Regions from separate parts of the Mus musculus genome. Here regions 1, 2 and 3 are each linked to region 4. Evidence: chromatin contacts called from public HiChIP or PLAC-seq data. All regions are on one chromosome and are shown on one strand. The core of a region is the stretch at or near the end of the contact, and the rest is flanking DNA. Distances in the headings are between cores, read along the strand shown.

Region 1 (2,977 bases), core at 222-2,721, 140 kb after region 4:
AACCCACTTTGACCCTCAGAACACAGTCATCTGTGTACCTTGGCAGGTCTCTCCTGGGGATCAGATTAACCAGGGACCAAAAATACTTGAAGGAAAGATTCCCTCTGTGCTGACCATGTATATATAGACTTTTCTTCTTCCCTATAAATACGTGAGTGTAACAATTTCTAGCATATCACCGTTCAGGCATCGTAAATTGTTATAAACCAAGTAAGCTAGGAATGACGGAAAGTATGGGATCCGAGTATAGGCCCGAGTAGGTTCTGTGCAAACAGCATTTCACAGACAGCACTTGACCCTCTGCGCACGTTGACCTCTGGTGGGGGATCTATGTACCAGTCCCACCAGATATCCTGCCTACATTCCTGGGACTTTCCAGTGGCTAAGAAAGTAGAACAGATGGTTGGGGTTTGTTTCTTTCCTTGTACATTCTCTCGGGTGGCAGAATTCTTAGGATTCTGAGACCTCTTGGAGAAAGCCAGCAGCAATCTGTTGCCAGCTCTCTCTGGGAGACAATGTCCCGTGCCCTCCGTCTCTTCCTGACATTTGTCTACTTGAAGCTTCTATGGCTGAGGAGGAAAGGGACCTGAAATCAAGTCACCTATTATACAAATCTGGGAGGCTGATGTGACTAGACCTAGACAGGTAGCTTACATCCTGCCTTGCACAGCTTCCAGAGGTCCCAGGACCCAGCAGAAAGTTCCTCAGACTGAAGTAAGAAATGCATGAACAGCCAGGCAGTGGTGGCACATGCCTTTGATCCCAGCACTTGGGAGTCAGAGGCAGGCAGATTTCCGAGTTCGAGGCTAGCCTGGTCTACAGAGTGAGTTCCCAGGACAGCCGGGGCTATACAGAGAAACCCTGTCTCAAAAAAAAAAAAAAAAAAAAAAAAAGGAAGAAGACATGCACGCACACACGAGCACCCACTAAGGTGCCTTGTCAGAGCCCCACCCCCAAATTTGTTTTGTTTCGTTTGTTTTGGGTCTTTGCTTCCCAGCTCTCCTGAATTCTTCCCTTTTGGTCAGCTCCTCACTTAAGAGAAAAGCTTGGTTTGCCTGGACCAGCCCCTTAAGAGCTATGTCCTTCCACCCTCCATAGATATGCCATGGTGATCTCATTACAGGTAGACAAGGTCCTTCACCTAGGAAAAGGGAATAATACCAACTTCCTATAGTCATACACAAACCACCTAGATTAGAAGCCTCCAGTGTCTGGGTAGAGTATCCTGAGTGCATTAACATGCTGCACTCAGGTTTGTATGGTTCTGGCACTCCCCACTTGTAACTAAAACACTGACATGTTGGAAGGGTCAGATCTGGTTGTCAGCTCCACCAGCTTCTGCCTTAGCTCCTGTTAGCTAAATGTTAATTGCTTAGGCACACCGGATTCTTTGGCTCAAATGTCCTTGCTGTGGGTATGTGACTCAGCTGTCATCTTAGGCCCCTCCAGGAAAAGGAAAGCAAGCAAGCTCAGTGGCAGTGAACAGTCATTTGGACTTGGGTGGCTTCTTGGCATCCTGTCGTGCCCAGCCCAGTTATACATGCTAGAATGGAATTTGAGTACTTGGTGCATGATGCTCATCAACACTTTAGTAGTCACAAGTTGCACAGTCACACCCTAATGACTCTGTCATGGGCTGGCATTGTTCCCCTACCTGCTAGAAGAATGGTTTCAGGGGGAGTTGCAATAGCATTAATAGTCCTGACCTGCCAGCATCAGGAGAGACACAGAAAAGCCCCATGGGAGACAGGCTACTCTTGTTTCTGTGACACCACTGAGGCCTGCTCTGTACAGGTCAAGCTGTTGGAGGGATACACTGCATTATTTTAGTGGACTTGTTTTTCATTCTGAAAAAGCACTCTGAAGCCAACCCTTCTATACATTCTATAGAGGAACCCCACATTCCCAGAGGCCCAGTGACTTATCTGGGTTGTCCTGCTATAAGACAGAACCAGATTTTTTTTTATTATTTATGCCTTTTAAAGGCTGGCCTTCTCGGTGTGTGTGTGTGTTACGAGACTGACTCCAACAGTACACAGTCATCTACCTGGAAACTATATCCACTAGACTCCCTTGTTTGCTAAGCCAATTAGTAGCTGGGTGTGATAGCAGACATCTTCAATCCTAGCTACCAGAAGACAGAAACAAGATGATCTTCGTGAGCTCAAGGCCAGCCTGGTCTGCATGGTGAGTTCTAGGGCAGCCAGAGCTACATAGTAAGATCATGTCTCAAAAACAAAAAGCAAGCATTTGGTGGCCACAGAAATTTGCTTCACATTTCCACCATATACACCATGGCTCCTAAGATTGGGACCTACCTAGTGCTGACCATTTCCAGCAGCTAGGAAGGACTACCCTGGAGAAGAAGGCAGAGAAGGCTTAGTGTCCACAGAACAGTGTGAGGTCATTAGCAGCTTGAGCGGGAAAGCCCTTTGGAGATGCTAAGGGAGATGCTGGGGTAGTAGGATATACGTGCACGATGGTAACCACACCTCCATCCGCACTCTGCCTGTCTAGTAGGCCTGGTGTGTTTCCGTTTCTGCAAGATCATGCATGGTAGGGCTGTGGAAGGTTCACAAACAGTGCTGGCATGGGAGCTAGAAACGTGGTACAAAGTAGAAATGTTCCCTGTTAGTCACGTCTGCTTGTCAAAGGGCCTAGAACTCCGAGAGAGAATATGGGTGTGGAGGGAAAGGAACAAGGAAGGGGGCTGGGGCCAGGCTTGTGACGAGGAGGTACGTGCTAAGAGGAACAGCGGGAGCAGATAGAACCTTGTTTAAGGTCCTGAAACTTAAACCACTGCATTGCCTACTACATCCAAGAGGAGAAAGTGGGGGGCTGCAACCACTATTTGGATGCCATGTCCTGTCTCAGTTTCACAGGAATCACTACTGGTGACGGGGAATGCATGTCCCCATGAGGAAGTGATCTCACTGAATCCTCAAGGATAGGGGTGAGGAATCGGGACTTCCTATTG
Region 2 (2,903 bases), core at 288-2,787, 240 kb before region 4:
AAACATACATACATACATACATACATACATTCATACACACATACATACATACACACATGCACACATACACACATAGTGCTGGAAAACAAAACAATAAAGGACTGATAAGAAAGAAAGAAAGAAAGAAAGAAAGAAAGAAAGAAAGAAAGAAAGAAAGAAAGGAAGGAAGAGAGAGAGAAAGAAAGAAAGAAAGAAAGAAAGAAAGAAAGAAAGAAAGAAAGGAAGGAAGGAAGAAAGAAAGAAAGAAAGAAAGAAAGAAAGAAAGAAAGAAAGAAAGAAAGAAAGAGAAAAAAACCCGAGAAGATAAAATCAGCTTCATCCCTCATCAAGATATTCTGAGTACATAAAAAAACCCCAAAAGAACCCACATGCAAAGCACTGGGCAGGTTTTCTAGTGTGTGTGTGTGTGTGTGTGTGTGTGTGTGTGTGTGTGTGTTGGCTAATGTTGGTTTCAACTTGACACACCTGGGAAAAGAGGACTTCAAAAGAAGAAACTTTCTAAATAGGACTGTGGTTATAGCCAAATGGTAGCATTTCCTAGTATGCACAAAGCCCCAGTACAGTAGGGAGATGGGCATGGAGGGAGGGAGGGAGAGAGGGAAGGAGGGAGGGAGGGAGGGGAGGAGGGAGGGAGGCTTCTCAAGCAGGCAAAGCCATACTTCATGGTTTAGGAATGTAGACACAGGTGGCAAAGTTGATATAAAACCAGGGGGACTTTTCTAAAGACTGAAACAATGCTCCGCTCTGATGCAGGGGCATTGTGGAAAGAGGACAGAGTCTGCCAGGGTGGCACCTCTTTCTTCACAAGGGTGGTGCTGACATGTGGTTTGCTGATTATTTTTGTTAAACAATATATGTACCCTGCATATTCTCTCACAAGTTCCAGCACTCGGGAGACAGAGGCAGATCTCTGTGAGTTCAAGGCTAGCCCAGGCTACATAGTGAGTTCCAGGACAGTCAAGGCTACCTACTGAGATCCTGTCTTAAAACAAACAAACAAAAATAAATAAATAAATAAATAAATAAATAAATAAATAAATAAATAAATGAAAACAAATAAATAAAGGGTAATCCTTACATTTGGGAGGTGGAAGCAGGAGGATGAGTTTAAAGCCTGCTTCAGCTACACAGCAAGTTCAAGTTCAAGTTCAAGCAGTCTGTGCTGGGACAGGGGGACCATAAACAACCTTCCACTGCAGCCCAGACAGTGAGGACCCCTGATGACATCTTTTAAGAACAGTGGTCATGGGACACTAGGACTGCTTGGTGATAGCATGATATGAAAGGCAAGCCAAGGTCAGAGGCTGCCTGAGTAGAGAGCTCTCAATGCAACAGTCACTTCCACCCAAGGACATCAAGTCATGCAAAGGACTTACAAAGGACCACTAAAGGTGTGCCTTTTTAAACATCCACACAGATCCATTTTTATTTCTTATTTCTTTGGGTTTTTAAAAGACTTTTAATTTAAAATATATGTGCCTATACGTCTGTATGAGCAACGCATGTGCCACATGAACGCAGGATCCCACAGAAGCCAGAAGAGGGTGCCAGAGCACCTGGAGCGGCCCAATGTGGCTATGAGGAACTAAAACTAAGCTCCTATCTTCTGGGAGAGAAGCAAGTGCCTTTAACCACAGAGCCATTTCTCCGACCCCTAGAGAGTCCCTTTCTAAATGATTCATCACTAATCGCTAGTGCTCTCCCCCTCACTGTTTAAATATTTGCTCATACTCCAAGTTTCATTCCTACAAAAGAGGAGGAAACTGTGGGCCACTTAGGGTTCCTGCCCTTGTATTTCCCTTCTCCCTGTCCTGTCGACTGAGCCCTTCCATTCCAGCTATAAGGAGCCCTGTGACAGGAGTGGGCGTCACACCAGAGAGGTGTTGACCTTCACCCTGATAGAAACGGCTCTTCTGGGAGCAAGCAGTTTCCAGACTGAGGAAGTTCAGGCTGCTACTCTTATTCAAACCTCCTTTTGCATGTTTCGAGAGATTCGGTTGTGTGTCTGTGCTTCCCCATAGACTGCCTGGTCTTGGCTGTGCAGAAGGCACCCAGCTGAAGCATTCACAGAAGCCGTTTTTCTCCCTGTGGGCGATGTTGGGGATTTGTACTTTGCCGTTACTTTAATTGTTTTTTCTATTAATGTGTGTGTTGTAGGGATGATGTGTGTGGGCATGGGGTGGTCATAGAAGCCACCGGATGCAAGTGGAGGTCAGAGTCCGTTCTTACCTTCTGCCTTTGTGTGGTCATTTGTGGTATTATTTGGCTCTGGTCCCAGGTAGCTGGGATTCCTGTTACAGTCCCTTGCATGGCAGGTCTGTGAGGATGCTGTAACTGCCATGCAGCTTGTGTGGCCACGTGCCCCTCTGTCAGAGTCTGCGACTACAATGACTGTGGCCGAGTTCCAAGATGCCATTCCCACTTCGTCAGTCCTCACTGGACCCCACAAGGCACAGCTTGGGCTGGTGTTCTTGGTGTCCAGAGTTCAGTAGCTCCGGGATGCTTACAGGAGGGTTGTGGCACCACAGGGCTTTAGTGTGAGCCTGAGTGAGAGGGTAACGTGGATTCTGCTCCTCACCCTTTGGTTTTACGTTGGCTGTTGTGACTGCTTGTCACTGCCTCAGCATTAAAATGCCAGAAATGACCTAGTCATTGCTCTCTTCCCTGACCTGGCTCCCAAGCGCCCCCCTCCCTCCATCACTTATCACAGTGAATTCTGTTTTTGCATCTGTCTCAGCCAGCTGCACAGCCTCACAGGAGATACATCTGAGTTTATATCCATTTCCTGTCCTGTGTTTGACTGTAGCAAACCCAGAGAAGAAGTATCTGTAGTGGTGGCAACTCTGCACAACTAACCTGCTTTGTCCCAAGTCACCCACACTTCCATAGGCAGGCCTTAGCTG
Region 3 (3,025 bases), core at 42-2,541, 160 kb after region 4:
CCTCTTGACTTCTAAACCTTGGTTTCCATTTTCTGAGAAATGGGATAATGATCCAACGGTCACAAGGAATCAGAAAGTGAGATACTGTGGGGGTTAGGCAGGAGTGGCCGGCGTGAGCTATGGGCTGTACCAGAGAGTATAGACTTTCCTAAGCTCTTTCTCTCCAACCTGAGTTCTAAGAAGCCAGGTGCACACAGCTCAGTGAACTGAGGTTCAGGGAAGGACGAGGAGCACACACATGTCTTCCCCATAGCCAACGCCCTCAGACCTCAGCACAACTGCCAAAAGCCTGCTGTGGCCTCTCCCCACAGATGCACTCTAAGATGGGCTTAACCTTAAGACTGGCCAACCTTCTGTCCCCTGTACAACAGGCCAAGGCCCTGGGGCCATTTCTCTCTCCTTGTTCTTCACTCAGACCATAGGATGGTGCCAAGTCCCATCTTCCAGAGGAAGGAATATGGGCTTGGAGTAGAATAACTGGCATTCCTAAACAAGAGTGGGGTTGCTGTGCTGGCATATGAGGAATATAAGGAGGCTGCCCTGAGAGCTGGCTGTGAACTCTGAGTGTGTGTGTGTGTGTGTGTGTGTGTGTGTGTGTGTGTGTGTGCACTAGGAGGCACCTTTAGGCTGCATCAACAGCCCGGGAATCCGGGAATCATCTTGGGCTATTTGAGGCATGTTATAGATTTTAGCTTGCCCTGAACTTGGGGCATGAGGAGAAAGGGTGGAATTTGGAGGCAGGGAAGCAAAGCAGGTCCTCATAGCTGAAGGAAAGACTACAAGGTCGTGGGGAGCCATGGGAGGGCCCCCGAGAATACACAGGAGTATGGGGTGCCTACAGCAGCGCGTTACAGGCTGTATGGACAATCTTGTCAGAGGAACACACTCTTGCTCATCATGTCTCTCCTCCATGAGATGGGGTTTGCCCTGCCTCCTAGGCCTCCGAGGACCAAGCAACCCATCTACAGGAAGAGCCTGCACTTTGCTGGATTCACTTCACTGCAAGGTGCAGGGGGGAACCATTACAGTTGTTGGAATCACTGTGCTGAGACAACCGGTTGTATGCATCCGGTGCTCGTGAAATGCTCTCCAGGGGAGAAGCAGCAGGGGTTAGTATTGGTGGGGGAGGATGTTGTGGGGGCTATGGACACCCCTCCCCACATGATAAGAAGACCCCTGATCCTGAGCCGCATCATGCAGGGCCTTCTGACAGTCCCCCAGCCAGGCAGCCCCCAGTACTTCATCTGTAGAGCCAGGAGCCCGTTGCTAAGAGACCTGTTGCTAAGTTGTAAGTTGGGCCTTTTTACTCCCAACAAAGCTGGTGATTATCTGCTGGAGAAGCAGTCCATTGATGGGGGAGGGTGGCGGAGACAGAAAAGGGATGTGAAAGGCTGGTGGGGGAGGTCTGGTACCGTGATTACGCCCTTCCCCGCTGGCTTGTCATTCATCAGCAGCAGAGGCCTAGTGATCTTCTTGCTGGAGACAATCTGGGGTGGGAGAGGCAGAGAGGAGCACTCAGGGAGGCATCAGGGGCTCTTGGGAATAGGTCAACCACAGGACGGTGGTGACAGCACCATGAATCACACTGTCCCCACTTCTCTGTGGTAGCAGGAAGCTGGCACTGGGTTTGGTTGCCCCTTCAGTGGGAGCGGTCTGTCTGGTGCCAGACTCTCTGGGCTACAACACCCCTGGGACCTGTTGGCTCCTGGGAGGTGGGCGTAGGGGGGGTTGTCTGTGTAGCAGATGGGGAGCCCGGGAGGATTGGCTAGGGAAAGTAGGGGACAGAAAATCCTGACTGAGACCCGCCTGACCCCAAGAGCAGAGGTTGATGGTGAGGCCCTTGGGTACCCCACTCTACTCGGGAGCCCCAGGCTCACCGTGCCCAGGCTGCAGGAGAACTGGCCCAGGAAATCATGCTCATCCAACTGGGCACTGGACTTGTCCTGGTCAAACAGGGCGAACTTGAGCTTCTGCACCTCCTCGAAGTGGTAGTCCAGCACGAACTTCTTGGAGAAGGCTGGGTTGAGGTTGTTGACGGCTGTTTCTGTTCTGTCGAACTGGTGGAGGGATGGGGGGGGGGGCAGGAAGTGGGGGGAATGGGAGGCAGAGTCGTGGTGGCCAGGTTCCCTTGATGGCTAGCTGCCTCAGTGCACTCACTGAGGTACCTCACTGCCTCCCGCCAGCACTCACATCTCATGAGCCTCAGCTCATCGGTAAGAACACCAAAGATCAGAGATGTTAAGTCAGAGGGAGGCAGGTGCAAGATTCAAGCCCAGTTCGGACTCTATGAACCCTCCCCATTCCCAGGGACCGGGGTAGGAGCTCAGGCCACATCCCAGACTGGTATGTGACAGAGGACAAATCCTCTCTCTATCTGGGCCTGCTTTTTCCTCTGTAAAATGAAAGCCTGTGACTGTGTGGATTTTCTATGTTTTACTTAAGAAAACCCTTTTCTCTCCCTCTCGCTCTCTTTTAAGATTTATTTGTTTATTTTATGTATGTGTTTATTCTTAGGACCTCTGCTCGCTCTGGGTCAACTCTGTTCGCTCAGTCCCTGTTTGCTCCAGCCCAGAAATTTATTTATTATTATACGTAAGTATAATAGTTGACTTCAGACGCACCAGAAGAGGGTGTCAGATCTCATTACGGGTGGTTGTGAGCCACCATGTAGTTGCTGGGATTTGAACTCAGGACCTTCAGAAAAGCAGTCGGTGCTCTTGCCTGCTGAGCCATCCTGCCAGCCTGTAAACCCTGTTCTCAAAAGCACACTGTGTATGCTGCTAAGAGGAAACAGAGGAGGCAGAGCTGGGTGAGGCCAAGGTCTTGGGTGGCAGAGGCGATTGTGCCTTGTATAGAATTCTGGACTTGTCCAGTCTAGCATGCCCACCTGCTATGGGCACCAAAGCCAGGGTGGGAGCAGGGCTGGGCATCGTGGGTACATGGTAGTAGGGGCAGGAACCACCTCCTGGCCTGGAACACACATAGCAGAGCCCTGAGTGACAATCTATTTTGAGACCAGGGCTGG
Region 4 (3,147 bases), core at 227-2,726:
TCTCACAGACTCTGGGCAAAATCCCTGCCACTGAGCCTTGCATCTTATTCTTGTTTTCTGTTCCAATGTTGTCCTACCTTCTCTTCCAAGCAAAACACTTCTTTCTTGACCCAATCCAAGAGCATTTCCTGCTGTATCCCCAAAGAAAGCACACACTCCAGGCAGAATCCCAGGGTGCTTGGTATTCCTCCAATTTGACTTCACTCCCCATGGGGCTAGGAGTATTTCCAGGCAGGCTGTGGGCCACGTCCACCTCGCAGCCTTAGCCTCCAACATGTTAAAACCAGTGCCAAGTGAACTCAGGGTGCCAGGCTGGGGCTTGCCACCTCTGACTGGCCATCGGCAGGGCTTTGGGTAAATGCTGGCCTCTTGCCTCAGCTTCTCCTTTGCTAGGGCTCCAGAAGTGAGGCTTTTTTCTCAGCTTGGTCCTTGTTGCTTGTCTTGTAGGTGTAGCAAAATACCTAACAAAAGCAAGTTAAGGAAGGGAGGGTTTATCTGAACTTATTGTTTGAGGGTTCAAGTCATCATCCCAGATTTGAGAGTATGAGGTAACGCTGAATCCATAGTCAGTGTTTAAAATGGGTCTGAGGGTGGGTAATCTTAGGAACATGGCCATGAAACGGCCATTAATCCAAAGCACCCCAGCAAAGCATCGTGGCACCTCTGTAGAAGGGTGCACAGATGCAGTGAAAGCAGCAAGCCCATATACCAGGAGTCCTGGTGGGTTTTTATTCCTAATGCAAAGAGGTCCTGTCCCTCACTCTGGCTGGTCAGAGCTGGCTTCACACTCTTTTTGCCATAATCTGCTAACTTAAAAGTGGCACAGTTGATAAGCAAAGTGTATTTTTCCAGAGCAGGATACAACTCTGAGCAAATGCTTTGATCTTGAGCAAATACTAACTGGAAGAGGGATTTTTACCCCCCTCAGATGGTGTCTTTTACCAGTTCCTGTTAGGACCTGGCCCTTTAAACCCAGAAGCCAATTCAGAATTGGCAGGCCCCTACTGGGAAGAGTAAACTTATAGGGTGGATCTCAGGAAGAGTAACCCCAGGCCTGAGACCAGGGCTGACTCTCCAACCTATTTACCCATTAAAGATGGAACTTCCTTTGTTCTATTTAGCCATCTAATAGAAAAGGCAGGGGTTTTGTTTCTGTTTCCCAGGCCAGGAAGCAGAGGGAGGGCTCCTGGTGCCAGGCTTGCCTCCTTTTTCTTCAGGCATGGTACAGTGCCATCTATATCTGAGATGGGTTTTCCTGCTTCAATTAATGTAATGCATAAACTCCTTCATAGACTTACCGAGAGATTTATTCCCAAGATGATTGAATTCTGTCAAATTGACCATCAATATTAGCCAACACAACCCTTGTGGTTAGAAGCCCCTTCTTTGCCCACAGGGGAATCACCTGGGACTATCCTTTAGCTGATGGCTCTGTGCCCAGAGACTTGAGAGCTGCTTTTTGGATCGTTGGGAGTTTCCAGGATCCCAAGTCTGTCCCACAGCAATGTTTGAGTCACTTCCCTGCTGTGGGTAATAAAAGGCTAGTATTCAAATGCCACTTTTCCTGCCCAGGCTTGAATTGAGCGATCTAATAACTGCCCAGCTGAGAGGAGCCAACATGGTGTTTGTATATTTACCCTGTCAGTCACAGATTCTTAAGATTGGGAGACAGGTCAACAGGCTGGAGCCCCAAAGCTTCAGATTCACGCTGTCACACCTGACTTCTCTCGGCCACGGTTTCTTCCTCATTTGTAAGATGGAAGAACTTCTCCTGGTGGGATGCTTTGAAAATGAGCAAGCGAAGCATAAAAGACATGCAACTGCTGCTCAGTACTTGGGGAACCCACGGTCTAGGGCAACTGTCGGCTCACACCATCACCACATCTGGCTCTGCACTGCTTGCTGCATGGTGTACCAACCACTGACCAAGTGTTGCAAATCAGAAAGTTTTATTTATGGGGTGGTCAATTGTGGAGGCGTGAAGACAACTATCGAATCTGCAGATAGGATTTGGGATATCTATTGCCTTGAGGAAATGGGAAAGGGTACCAGGAGGGAGGTCATCAGAGCTCTGCCCATGCTGCAGACACATTTGCCATCCCCTGAGATTGGCCATTTTAAATTCAACTCAAAGGGAATGACTAGGCAGGGGAAGCCAGTTCATTTAGGTGCCCCCTCAAGCTTTCTTTTGGCTTCAAGTCCACTGCATGGATAAAAAGTCCTGAGTATCTTGGGGACACACTGCAGCTGCTTCATTCTTCACTATGCACTAGGCATCTGGCACGAGTTAAGGATCCCCCCCAAACCTAACGCATCTTCTACTTTGCACTCAGCCCCAGCAGCTATGTGTCTGGGCTGAGCCTCTCTGATCAAGATGCACACAGGAACACGAAGCTGCCCAAGATCAGACCTAATATCAAGGTCTAAGAGAATGCCTAGTCTGAGCAAGCAGGACCAACTTGCTGTGATTGCTACTTCTAGTACTATCTAACTGTGAGATCTAGGGGAACTTTAAAAACAATACAAATGGGGGGAGGAGTATAGGGGACTTTCAGGATAGTATTTGAAATGTAAATGAAGACAATATCTAATAAAAAATTGAAAAAAAAAAAAACAATACAAAACAAGACTCCAAGCTTCAGTTTCCTGGTTTGAAAAATGGTCCAGATTTGTGGCAGGAGAGATAGCTCAACAGTTAAGATGGCTGCCCCTTCTTCCAGAGGTCTGGAGTCTGGAAAGCTCACAACCACCTGAGACTATTTCCAGGGGCTCTAAGCTTTTCTTGTCTCCTTGGCACCCATGCAATGTGCACATACACATACAAATAAATAACTTAAAACTAAAATAAAATTTAAAAAATGATCCAGATGTTCTCTGTCTCTCAGCCTTGCTTTGAGACAGCAATATATAAGAAATGCTTAGCACAGACCTTAGAAGTTTTCTATTGCATAAAGTGTCTAGGGCCAGGAAGGTAACCAGTGGGTAAAGGTACCCCCAAGCCTGAGGAGGAAAGCTTTATCTACCAGACCTATGAGATGGAAGTGTTCTAGAGTTAATATACCATCCAGTGAGGAATCTTCTGCACACTTAGGGGTTAACAAAGGAAAAACCTCCTTAATAATAGTGTGCTATAGGTTCTGACTAACG

The links. HiChIP or PLAC-seq counts read pairs in DNA pulled down with a chosen protein or histone mark.
Region 1: a FOXA1 HiChIP or PLAC-seq map of pancreatic cancer cells shows a contact between it and region 4. The contact joins two enhancer-like sites. A contact is called at or near these places in 2 of 39 promoter capture datasets (the SN4741 cell line and liver), 6 of 484 Hi-C or Micro-C datasets (Th2 cells, beige adipocytes, bone marrow-derived macrophages and 3 more), 5 of 115 datasets of contacts at active chromatin or transcription factors (the 230-238 cell line, the SCID.adh cell line, pancreatic cancer cells and 1 more) and 3 of 9 other capture datasets (adipose tissue, liver and pancreatic islet).
Region 2: a contact with region 4 is called in a FOXA1 HiChIP or PLAC-seq map of pancreatic cancer cells. The contact joins two enhancer-like sites. A contact is called at or near these places in 1 of 15 datasets of contacts at CTCF or cohesin (embryonic stem cells), 4 of 484 Hi-C or Micro-C datasets (CD8 T cells, the N1E-115 cell line and embryonic stem cells) and 5 of 115 datasets of contacts at active chromatin or transcription factors (the SCID.adh cell line, embryonic stem cells, memory CD8 T cells and 1 more).
Region 3: a contact with region 4 is called in a FOXA1 HiChIP or PLAC-seq map of pancreatic cancer cells. The contact joins two enhancer-like sites. A contact is called at or near these places in 1 of 15 datasets of contacts at CTCF or cohesin (the NIH/3T3 cell line), 5 of 115 datasets of contacts at active chromatin or transcription factors (the 230-238 cell line, embryonic stem cells, microglia and 1 more) and 2 of 9 other capture datasets (adipose tissue and pancreatic islet).

The regions. Positions count from the first base shown.
Region 1 is chr8:94,570,590-94,573,566 of GRCm38.p6, reverse strand. No RefSeq gene overlaps it. Among named protein-coding and RNA genes, the nearest start is that of Gm38555, 4.8 kb to the right of the region's middle. Within about 2 kb of position 1,471, at least 35 of the 459 cell types and tissues checked have an H3K27ac peak or open chromatin away from gene starts, as enhancers often do. A contact at or near this core is called in pancreatic cancer cells, where this site is marked.
Region 2 is chr8:94,953,980-94,956,882 of GRCm38.p6, reverse strand. No RefSeq gene overlaps it. Among named protein-coding and RNA genes, the nearest start is that of Gm30968, 21 kb to the left of the region's middle. Within about 2 kb of position 1,537, at least 98 of the 459 cell types and tissues checked have an H3K27ac peak or open chromatin away from gene starts, as enhancers often do. A contact at or near this core is called in pancreatic cancer cells, where this site is marked.
Region 3 is chr8:94,550,202-94,553,226 of GRCm38.p6, reverse strand. Cpne2 (copine II) reads right to left here. Exons shown (of 16, transcript NM_153507.2): 3 at 1,878-2,057; 4 at 1,413-1,487. Gm38555 (a long non-coding RNA gene) reads left to right here. Exons shown (of 4, transcript XR_879111.3): 4 at 2,515-2,625. Among named protein-coding and RNA genes, the nearest start is that of Gm38555, 16 kb to the left of the region's middle. Within about 2 kb of position 1,291, at least 125 of the 459 cell types and tissues checked have an H3K27ac peak or open chromatin away from gene starts, as enhancers often do. A contact at or near this core is called in adipose tissue and pancreatic cancer cells, where this site is marked.
Region 4 is chr8:94,713,145-94,716,291 of GRCm38.p6, reverse strand. No RefSeq gene overlaps it. Among named protein-coding and RNA genes, the nearest start is that of n-TLcag4, 11 kb to the right of the region's middle. Within about 2 kb of position 1,476, at least 33 of the 459 cell types and tissues checked have an H3K27ac peak or open chromatin away from gene starts, as enhancers often do. A contact at or near this core is called in adipose tissue and pancreatic cancer cells, where this site is marked.